Linked DNA regions of Gossypium hirsutum: all the other regions are linked to region 2. The links are chromatin contacts, called in public Hi-C maps. All regions are on one chromosome and are shown on one strand. Each heading gives the region's core, a stretch centred on a gene start, on an enhancer-like site or on the middle of the called end of the contact. The rest is flanking DNA. Distances are from core to core; before and after follow the strand shown. Region 1 holds the start of LOC107914765. Region 2 holds the start of LOC107914699. Region 3 holds the start of LOC107914741 (late embryogenesis abundant protein D-34-like).

Region 1 (2,700 bases), core at 114-2,613, 150 kb after region 2:
TTAATTAATTCTTTTTAAAATTTATAAAATTAAAAAAATTTAAAGTTATTATAAAAAGTATAAAAATATATATTTTTAATTTTAAAAAATAATTAGTTGCTAATGGGTATACATGTCGATTGCCACGTCATCAAAATAAATAAACATTAACTTTTTCATTCATTTTGGAGGGATTTGACAAATAATGTAAGTTTAAGGGCTAAAAGAGGTGGAAATTAAATGGAGGGCTAATATGATTTTTTTTAAAAGTTGGAAGGTCAAATAAATTATTATGCCTATTAAGAAAGAATTTTGATTTATTATTAATTGTGTTTGAATAAATTTTTTTAAAAATAAACTACTATAAACGCTAAAAATATATAAACAACAAGAAAAATTAGAAGAAAAATATATACTAAGAAAAGACTGAAGATGAATCAAAACATAATAATAATAATAATAATAATAATAAAATCAAGGTAAACCGGTAAAAAAATTGGTATAATGATAAATTTAGTCCTCAGCTTTTACGTATTATATCAATTTAATCATAATTTTAAAAAATTAACTCTCAAAATTTACAAATATTCTCAAATTGATCTTCATTAAATTTAAATTTCATACGAATATTAAATAAAATAAAAATCTGTCACCCCTCGGGGTAAAAATGATGCTAAAGCAAATGCCCAGGTTGATTGGAAGGTAGGCGTCTCAACTCTCATACTTTTATGGTGTACGCCATGTTTAGACGAGATGGTGTGAAGCCTTTGTTAGCTGGTTGCTTGTTTACATTCTTCAAATATCATGTGATGTCAGTGTCTTTCCTTCTTCACGTATTTTTTCTGCCATATTCTCCTTGCATGGGATGATTTCTCTTTAAACTAGTGTTCCAAAAATTTCAGAAATTGCAGGCAAACTAAGTTAAAGAGATGTATCAGATCTTACTCTTTTGCAACTATCTAAAGGAGAAAGGTGACATGGCCATTGTTAGATTATAGTTTTGAGAAAGCTATAAACATGGTGATTGGATTTTTTTTTAATTATTATACCTATTTATTTAACTGCAACGTTAGATTCCAAAATGACCGAACTATGTAACGTGGGTGCCTGAATTACAAATTTTTATTTTTAGTGTCTAAAATGTATTTTGTTATAATTGGAGGACTATATGTGATAGTTTACCCTAAAACTTAAAAGTGTAATCACAAGGAAGGAATGGATACTTAACCCCCCTTTTTTTACTTTCTAATTTTGTTTGGGATGGATTCCAAAGAAAGACAAAATGTCAAAATCGTAAATAGGGTTGAAAACGAGGACTAGTTTCGTAAAACCAAACGTGAAAGAGCATCCCCCCAGTACCTGTACAATATTTAAATCTAACTGTGAGGAAGTCATTTCAGATCCGTGGGACTTTGCTTCCTTTCTCTCTCTCTCTAACGCTCTCCACAATCTCATTTCCATGGCGTTTTGATGATTTGAGCCCACAAAACAAATTTTTTTATTAAAAAAAATACCTGAAACCGAAGGACAAAATCATTCACCCAACACCAGTTTACATGAAATCATCCTTCCCCAGAAGAAGAACAAGAAAAAGAAAGAAGAAGAAACTTTCACTCCCTTCTCAGATCTAACGAATATCACATCACTTCACTCCACAACTTTTCCGGTAATTTTTCCACTCCTTGGTTTTTCTTTCCTCGAGAAATTTACCCTGTATTTTATGCTTGCTTTTAGTTTGAGATTTGATTTTTTTTTTGGTTTTGTAATTTGTTTTTGTTACAGTTTGATGACTGATCTATGAAGATCTTGTCTGATTCGAGGTTATAAAGTTGTGAATTTTTGTTATTGCCCATGAACCTTTGAATCTAAGGGGTTTCCTGATCCAGTAAGTAAATCACTTCGATTTTAGTACCATCTTATCGCATCTGCGATGGCGGAGAAATTTACGATGTTGTTCTGGGCATGATTTGGCCTCAAAGTTGTTTCCTTTATTAAATTTGAGTGATCTGTAACAAGGATTTAGGGGATTTTTGAAGGATTTGGTTTGTTTTCTTTGTTGGGTTGTAATAGGACCGAACTGTGTTGTTGAATCTCTGGTTTTTATCATCAAATTTAAGGAAAAAGTATGGAGACTCTTGTTGTGGTAGCGCAGCATAGGAGTCAGTACTGTAGCAGGGTGAAGCCACATGGGCCTGCCAGATTTGGGTCATCACAACCATCTAGGAATTTCAGAGGGGTTAATTGTAGGACTTTTCAATCTGGAGCAGGATTACTCCCGACCCCGTTTAAGTATAGCGCTACTCCTTTAACCAAACGGCCATCTTCCCCTCCCTCTTCATCATCTTCCCCAAAAACGCCATCTCCTTTTGCTGATGGAACACATTCCAAAGCTACAAGGAAAAGCTCTCCTATTCCTATCAATTGCAGTAGAGCCCCTAGAAATGATAAGCCCTTTAATGTGGAAATCCCTGGGGAAGGTTTTCTGTACTCTGAGCTTTGGGCTGGACCTGCTTATTCCAATTCACCACCTCCTAGTTCTTTGCCAATACCGAAATTCTCGCTTCGGGTGAAGAGGACAGTGTCTCTTGATTTGCCTGCTGCTTACCCCATTGTTGATGTTCACCAAACTGCTAAGTCTGCACCTGCATCTCCTACCAGGGAGCTTGACCCTTCTGTAGCTGAAGTTTTTTGTAGTGCTGCCTCTGCGACCAAGGCTTTGCG
Region 2 (2,700 bases), core at 93-2,592:
TTCTCTATATCGTGTTTGGTAGTACAAATTGTAATTACACAGTTACATCATTTATAATTTAAAAAAAGTATTAATTACTATAACAAATTATTAGTATGATAAAAATTTATAATATAAATTTTTAGGATTTATAATATAAGAATTTTTTGGCCACAATCATCCAAAACACTCCTACATGTTCATATTTATAAAATAATTTTTATAACTTATATAAAAATAAATTTTAAAAATAGATTTGGGTGTAATTATCAATGTAGTTACTCCAATTCTCACCCTCTTCTATGATTTGGAAAGTGTAGGTGGGATCCACAAATTACAATAATTACTTAAACATGCCACGATTGTGTAATTTGCAAGCAATTACACTAAGAGTGAGTTTGCGGTTAGTGTAAAAACAATAGTGACGGTAAGATTAGATACTGCAGCAATATTGTAATGCGAGATAAATTGTAAGCTAAACGCACCCTAACCCACCCTAAATCTAATTACTAGAAGGTTTTCAAACACTACTTAAAAAAGGTAAAATTATTTTAATTATTTTTAAACTGAATTAATATTTAAAACATAAATTCAATTAAATGCTTTTATATAAAGGGTACAGATTCCATAAGACTAATTTATAAAAAGAACTTGTAATCCCGACCTGTTAGACAGCTGGATTGGGATTATGAAACATTCTTCCAAAAAAAAGAGACATGTAGGGACGGAAGAAACGAAAAAAGACAAGGAATTTAGATTTTGAATATATTGGTTAAATTTTGCTTTTAATCCCTTTAGTAGGTTCAATTTCAAAATTTAGTTAATTTGACATAATTTGATTTTTTATTATTTTATAATATCGACAATTAAAAAAAAATCAAGTCAATAATTTTAAGTCAAATAATTAATTGTGAAATCATTTTAATTAATTAATGATATTATAAAGATAGAGTAACCAAATTACGTTTAACAAAATCTACAATTTTAACAAACTAAAGGGACTAAAACCAAAGATTGACCAATGCATTCGAAACCTAAATTCCTTTATCCACTTGAGCTAAAACTCAATTAACAAGTGTTGATTTATTTTTATTAACAGTGATTAATTTTAATGGTTGAGATAACAGTAACGAAGATCTAACGGTTAGCTTTCTTTCAAAATCTGGTTTTGACGGTCTGTTATTAGAATGGTCGGTAAAAGAAGGAAAGAACTGTTTGATTTATTAAAATTGAATATTTGGACAAAGCAAGTTTTGATTTTCAATTTAGGAAGGAGAAAATGTGCGCAAATATGGAGGGAAAATAAAAATGAAGATACAATTGGAAAAGACAATTTTACCCATCCAACATAGTGGTTTGGTGCATACAACCAAACCACCAATAAGCCGTAGTAAAGAGACCTTGAAACCCAAAAACCCCAATTCTCTCTTTCTCTGAAACCCCAACAAATAATTCCCAAAAGATTTGAAACGCCATTAGAATGACCTTCGCCTTCATCTCTCTATAGTATTGTACGACGCCATAGGACGGTAAGATTCCGTTCAATCTGCTGCATTGGGGGTAAGGTTCATGATCTCCGCCGGTTCTGACACGACACTCTGGCACGTTTTTTTAATAATAATTATTTTTATTGATTTCTCCTGGTTTTTGAATTTTCAGGGTCTTGATTTTTAGATTTTTTGCTAGATCCTGTTGTGTAGTTTGGGCAGTGAAATTTTCTGTTGTCAAAGAGAAACCCAATGTGACTTGTTTACTGTTTTGTGTTAATATGCAATCCAGTGAGGGGATTTTGTGAGCGAAGAAAAAAAAAGAGCAGCCTGTTTGAATTTAGGGTTCTGTAGGAGATGGGTGGGGGCTTCGAAACTAGCTGTTTGCAGTTTAAACCTGATGAAAGTGAGGTTTTGCCAAGGCAAGACATTGTGGAAAATAAAGGGGATGATCTGAAGCTAATGGTTCTTGATTTAAACGAAGAGCCGTTAGTGTGTTCTTTGAAAGAGGTTGAATTTGAGAAAAAAGAGGGATTGGTGGAGGTTAATGAAGATGATAAAGAAGACAGTGTGAAGAAAAATGCCAAGGAGGAAGGCTTAAAAGGTGAAGTGCAGTTTTCTGGCAGGGTTTTAAGGTCGAGGTCTGCAGTCAAGAATCAGAGTGTGATTGAAGGTGACAAGGTTGATAAAACTGAGGATGACAGTAGTTCTGAAATGAAAACAACTGAGGTGGTTAAGGAGGGGAATGATCTGTCTCATACTGAAGTGAATGATGTGCAGAGAAAGGTGGGTAAGATGGGAAAGCGTAAGCGTGGGAGACCGCCCAAGTTGCTGGATAAGGGGAATGATCAGTCTCATAGTGAAGTGAAGGATGTGCAGAGTAAGGTGGGTAAGATGGGAAAGCGTAAGCGTGGGAGACCACCCAAGTTGCTGGATAAGGGGAATGATCAGTCTCATAGTGAAGTGAAGGATGTGCAGAGTAAGGTGGGTAAGATGGGAAAACGCAAGCGTGGGAGACCACCCAAGTTTCTGGTGAAGAACGGGTCTGAGAAGAAGACATCTGAGCTGCAAGTACGAGAGAATGATTACCCAGATGGTAAAGTGAGGAAGGAGCTCAAGCGCAAGCGTGGCAGACCACCTAAGGTACTAGGCAATGGTGGGTCTGTAAAGAAAGGATTTACAATAAAAGCAGTGGAAAGTGATCATGTTGATGGGGATGTAAGTAGGCAGTCAA
Region 3 (2,700 bases), core at 110-2,609, 130 kb after region 2:
AGATGACAAGTCCCATCTCAATGAAGAAACACGAGCATTCATTGAAAGCAGGAAATACGTATGCATATATTTCAAACCAACTGTATATATATCACCATACTACCCGAAACCACAACCAAAATTAAAAAAGCTTGTACACCAAACATAACTTGGCTTCAAGTAAACAACTAACCAACACACAAGTAGGATATATATCTCCAAAGATTTAAGTAGTGGAGTTTTGATTAAGCCTAGCAGCAGCAGCCATGGAAGCAGCCACTCCCCCTGGCGCGGTACTCATGTATGGATTATTTCTCAGCTCCGCGGCTACCACCCTGTCTGCATCTTCAGGGGTCACTGCCTTGTCCCTAGGCAACATCGTAGTTGCATCCTGCACCAATTTTCCAAACCTTGTTAACAAACAAAATCATCACAACATTTTTATGATTAATTTGCTTCGGGTGTAAGATTATTACAGATAAAACGTCGGACAGGGTGGTTTTATCTTCAAACCGCATGGTTCGGGCATTCCGAGTGGCTGCACACTGGGCTTCAGCGGCTACTCCGCCCGGCAGTGTCTCGTTAATGCCAGTAGCTCTCCTCTCAGCCGCTTGAATTGCGGCCACGTCGGTCAGCTCCACTGCTTTATCAGCAGCAGATAAGGCCGCCGTCTCCAAAGCTTCTCCGACTGTTATCGGGTCAGGAGTAACCGATGGATTGTTCACCGCCGGAACTTCGGGTTGAATGTATTGCCCAACAACCTTTTTCTCATCAAAACAACGTTAGCATTAAAGCTTAATATAACTCATTAAAACTTATTTTATAATGATTCTATACCTGTCCCTCAACGGCTTCCGTGATCCAAGCTTCACCACCCGCGTTGGTCTTAGTTACGGTGACGCCTTCATCTCCGGTAACGTTTGCTTGATCGTGGCGAACGAGGCCTGCCCTCTCATTGGCGGCGGCTGCAGATTCCATGACAGCTGCGGGACCACTTTTCCGCGTTTGTCCAAGGACCCTGGTCTCAGCCGACTGCATGGCGGCCGCATCTTGTGGTGCAATAGGTTTCGAAGCGAGTTCACCGGTGACGCTAAAAACGTCGCTATACTTAATAGGTTCTTGATCACGGGAATGATCGGGCTTAGGCCGTCGTGGTTGTTGCTGGCTCATAGTTTCGTTGATCGGATGTTTAGCGTAATGGGTGTTGAACTGACTAGTGAGAAGTGAGAAAGGGAAGCAATCGAGCAGTGTGGCTGCTGAGGGAATCGCACAGGGTGCTTTAAGGACGGAGTCGCTGGTTCGGTGCGGCAAACAACCATGGTGACGGTGGAGTCTTGGGATTACAGGTGTCAGCGTGGCGAAGAGAGCTGTGGAACCACTTTGACAAATGGCATTTAAAGAAGATAGTGCGGAAGTACTTGGCTCGTTAGGCTTTGGCGGTTCGCGGTTGTATGAATATCATTTCATTGTGAATAATCAATTGACTCAATGGCAGCATTATATTGTAGGTATGGGTATGAGAGAACCTCATTCCTTATCATTTCATTAAATAGTAAAAGAAATTATATTTTGAAAAATAAATACATTAACTTGGTTTTTAATCGATTTGTGTATGTTTAGCAGGTCAAATATTGTTTTATCAAGAGATCATCAAGCATGTTGAGAGAGTTTATCCCAACCTACACTTTCCCTTTCCTTCTTTGATTTTCTAGATTCATTTTAAACAAAACTCTGAAATTAATAATGTCATTTAAAAATATGTAATTAATTTAGGAAGTCTGCCTACATATAGAGTTAATTCTGAGGAAGTAGGTGCCTTCTCCAGTTGGCAATCAACCAGGAACTCATCACCTTTTATCTACTTTGATGCTGAAATGGCGTCTCAAGGGAAGGTAATTACTCAATTCCACGAGCCAAAGCCTTAAAATAATGATCTGGTAGCCAACCAACTTCACTACCTCTTTGGCAAATTTGTTGAACAAAAGGGGAGTAAGAAGTGGAGTTGATGACGATGTTTTCTTTTTCTTTGCTTTTAAACTACAGACTTTATTTGTTTTTCGCCATGTTTTTATTCAACTTATAAATATTATTAGATTTAATAACACTCTTACTATGAATGTGATGATGAAAATAATTTTTTTTTCACAATTTAATTGAAGGCTCAATTTCTGATTTAATCAAGGCAGGAAGATTCAAAGGTAAAACAGCTTCGATACAGGAAGTTGAAGACAGCTACAGGAGCCACAGTACAACCCAGATGGAGTCTTACGCTAATAAAACTCGGACGATAAAGAGCCGGCCGCGGCCCTTAATATCAACTAAGTCTACTATATAATGTATAAATATGTAATACAAGCATCAGGGCGTATGAATGTCCCTGTTTAACTTCGCAGCTGTCGCCATGGTATCCGCCACTCCTCCAGCCGTGGCTATCATGTCAGCCTTGTTTCTTTGCTCCGCCCCTCTCACCTCTTCTGCATCTTCATTTGTCACCGCTTTAACCGTAGGCAGCTTTTCCGAAGCATCCTGTACACACCCCGAAGAAAATTCAGAAAATAACAGTTTTCGAAAATTAATTAATAATAACAAACAGAACCAAATGACCTCGTGATCGATCTTTAAACTTACCGATAAAACATCTGATATAGTGATCTTATTATGACCATAAGACGCACGGTCGTTGAAAGTGGCAGCAGCTTGAGCTCTAGTGCCAAGACCACT

The links. Hi-C and Micro-C count contacts between places; a contact is called where the count stands out from the background.
Region 1: a Hi-C map of hypocotyl shows a contact between it and region 2, with 2.8 times the contacts expected there. The contact joins the promoter of LOC107914765 here to the promoter of LOC107914699 in region 2. A contact is called at or near these places in 7 of 34 Hi-C or Micro-C datasets (callus, hypocotyl, leaf and 1 more).
Region 3: a Hi-C map of leaf shows a contact between it and region 2, with 1.6 times the contacts expected there. The contact joins the promoter of LOC107914741 here to the promoter of LOC107914699 in region 2. A contact is called at or near these places in 2 of 34 Hi-C or Micro-C datasets (both in leaf).

Annotation. Positions count from the first base shown.
Region 1 is chrD08:9,808,429-9,811,128 of Gossypium_hirsutum_v2.1, reverse strand. It overlaps LOC107914765, which reads left to right and starts at 1,363. Exons shown (of 3, transcript XM_016843789.2): 1 at 1,363-1,645; 2 at 1,762-2,700. The coding sequence starts at 2,105.
Region 2 is chrD08:9,955,129-9,957,828 of Gossypium_hirsutum_v2.1, reverse strand. LOC107914699 reads left to right here and starts at 1,342. Exons shown (of 8, transcript XM_041099814.1): 1 at 1,342-1,539; 2 at 1,639-2,700. The coding sequence starts at 1,824.
Region 3 is chrD08:9,827,069-9,829,768 of Gossypium_hirsutum_v2.1, reverse strand. It overlaps LOC107914741 (late embryogenesis abundant protein D-34-like), which reads right to left and starts at 1,359. Exons shown (of 5, transcript XR_005917492.1): 1 at 817-1,359; 2 at 456-740; 3 at 173-370. It overlaps LOC107908186 (late embryogenesis abundant protein D-34-like), which reads right to left. Exons shown (of 3, transcript XM_016835436.2): 2 at 2,608-2,700; 3 at 2,128-2,505. The coding sequence ends at 2,338.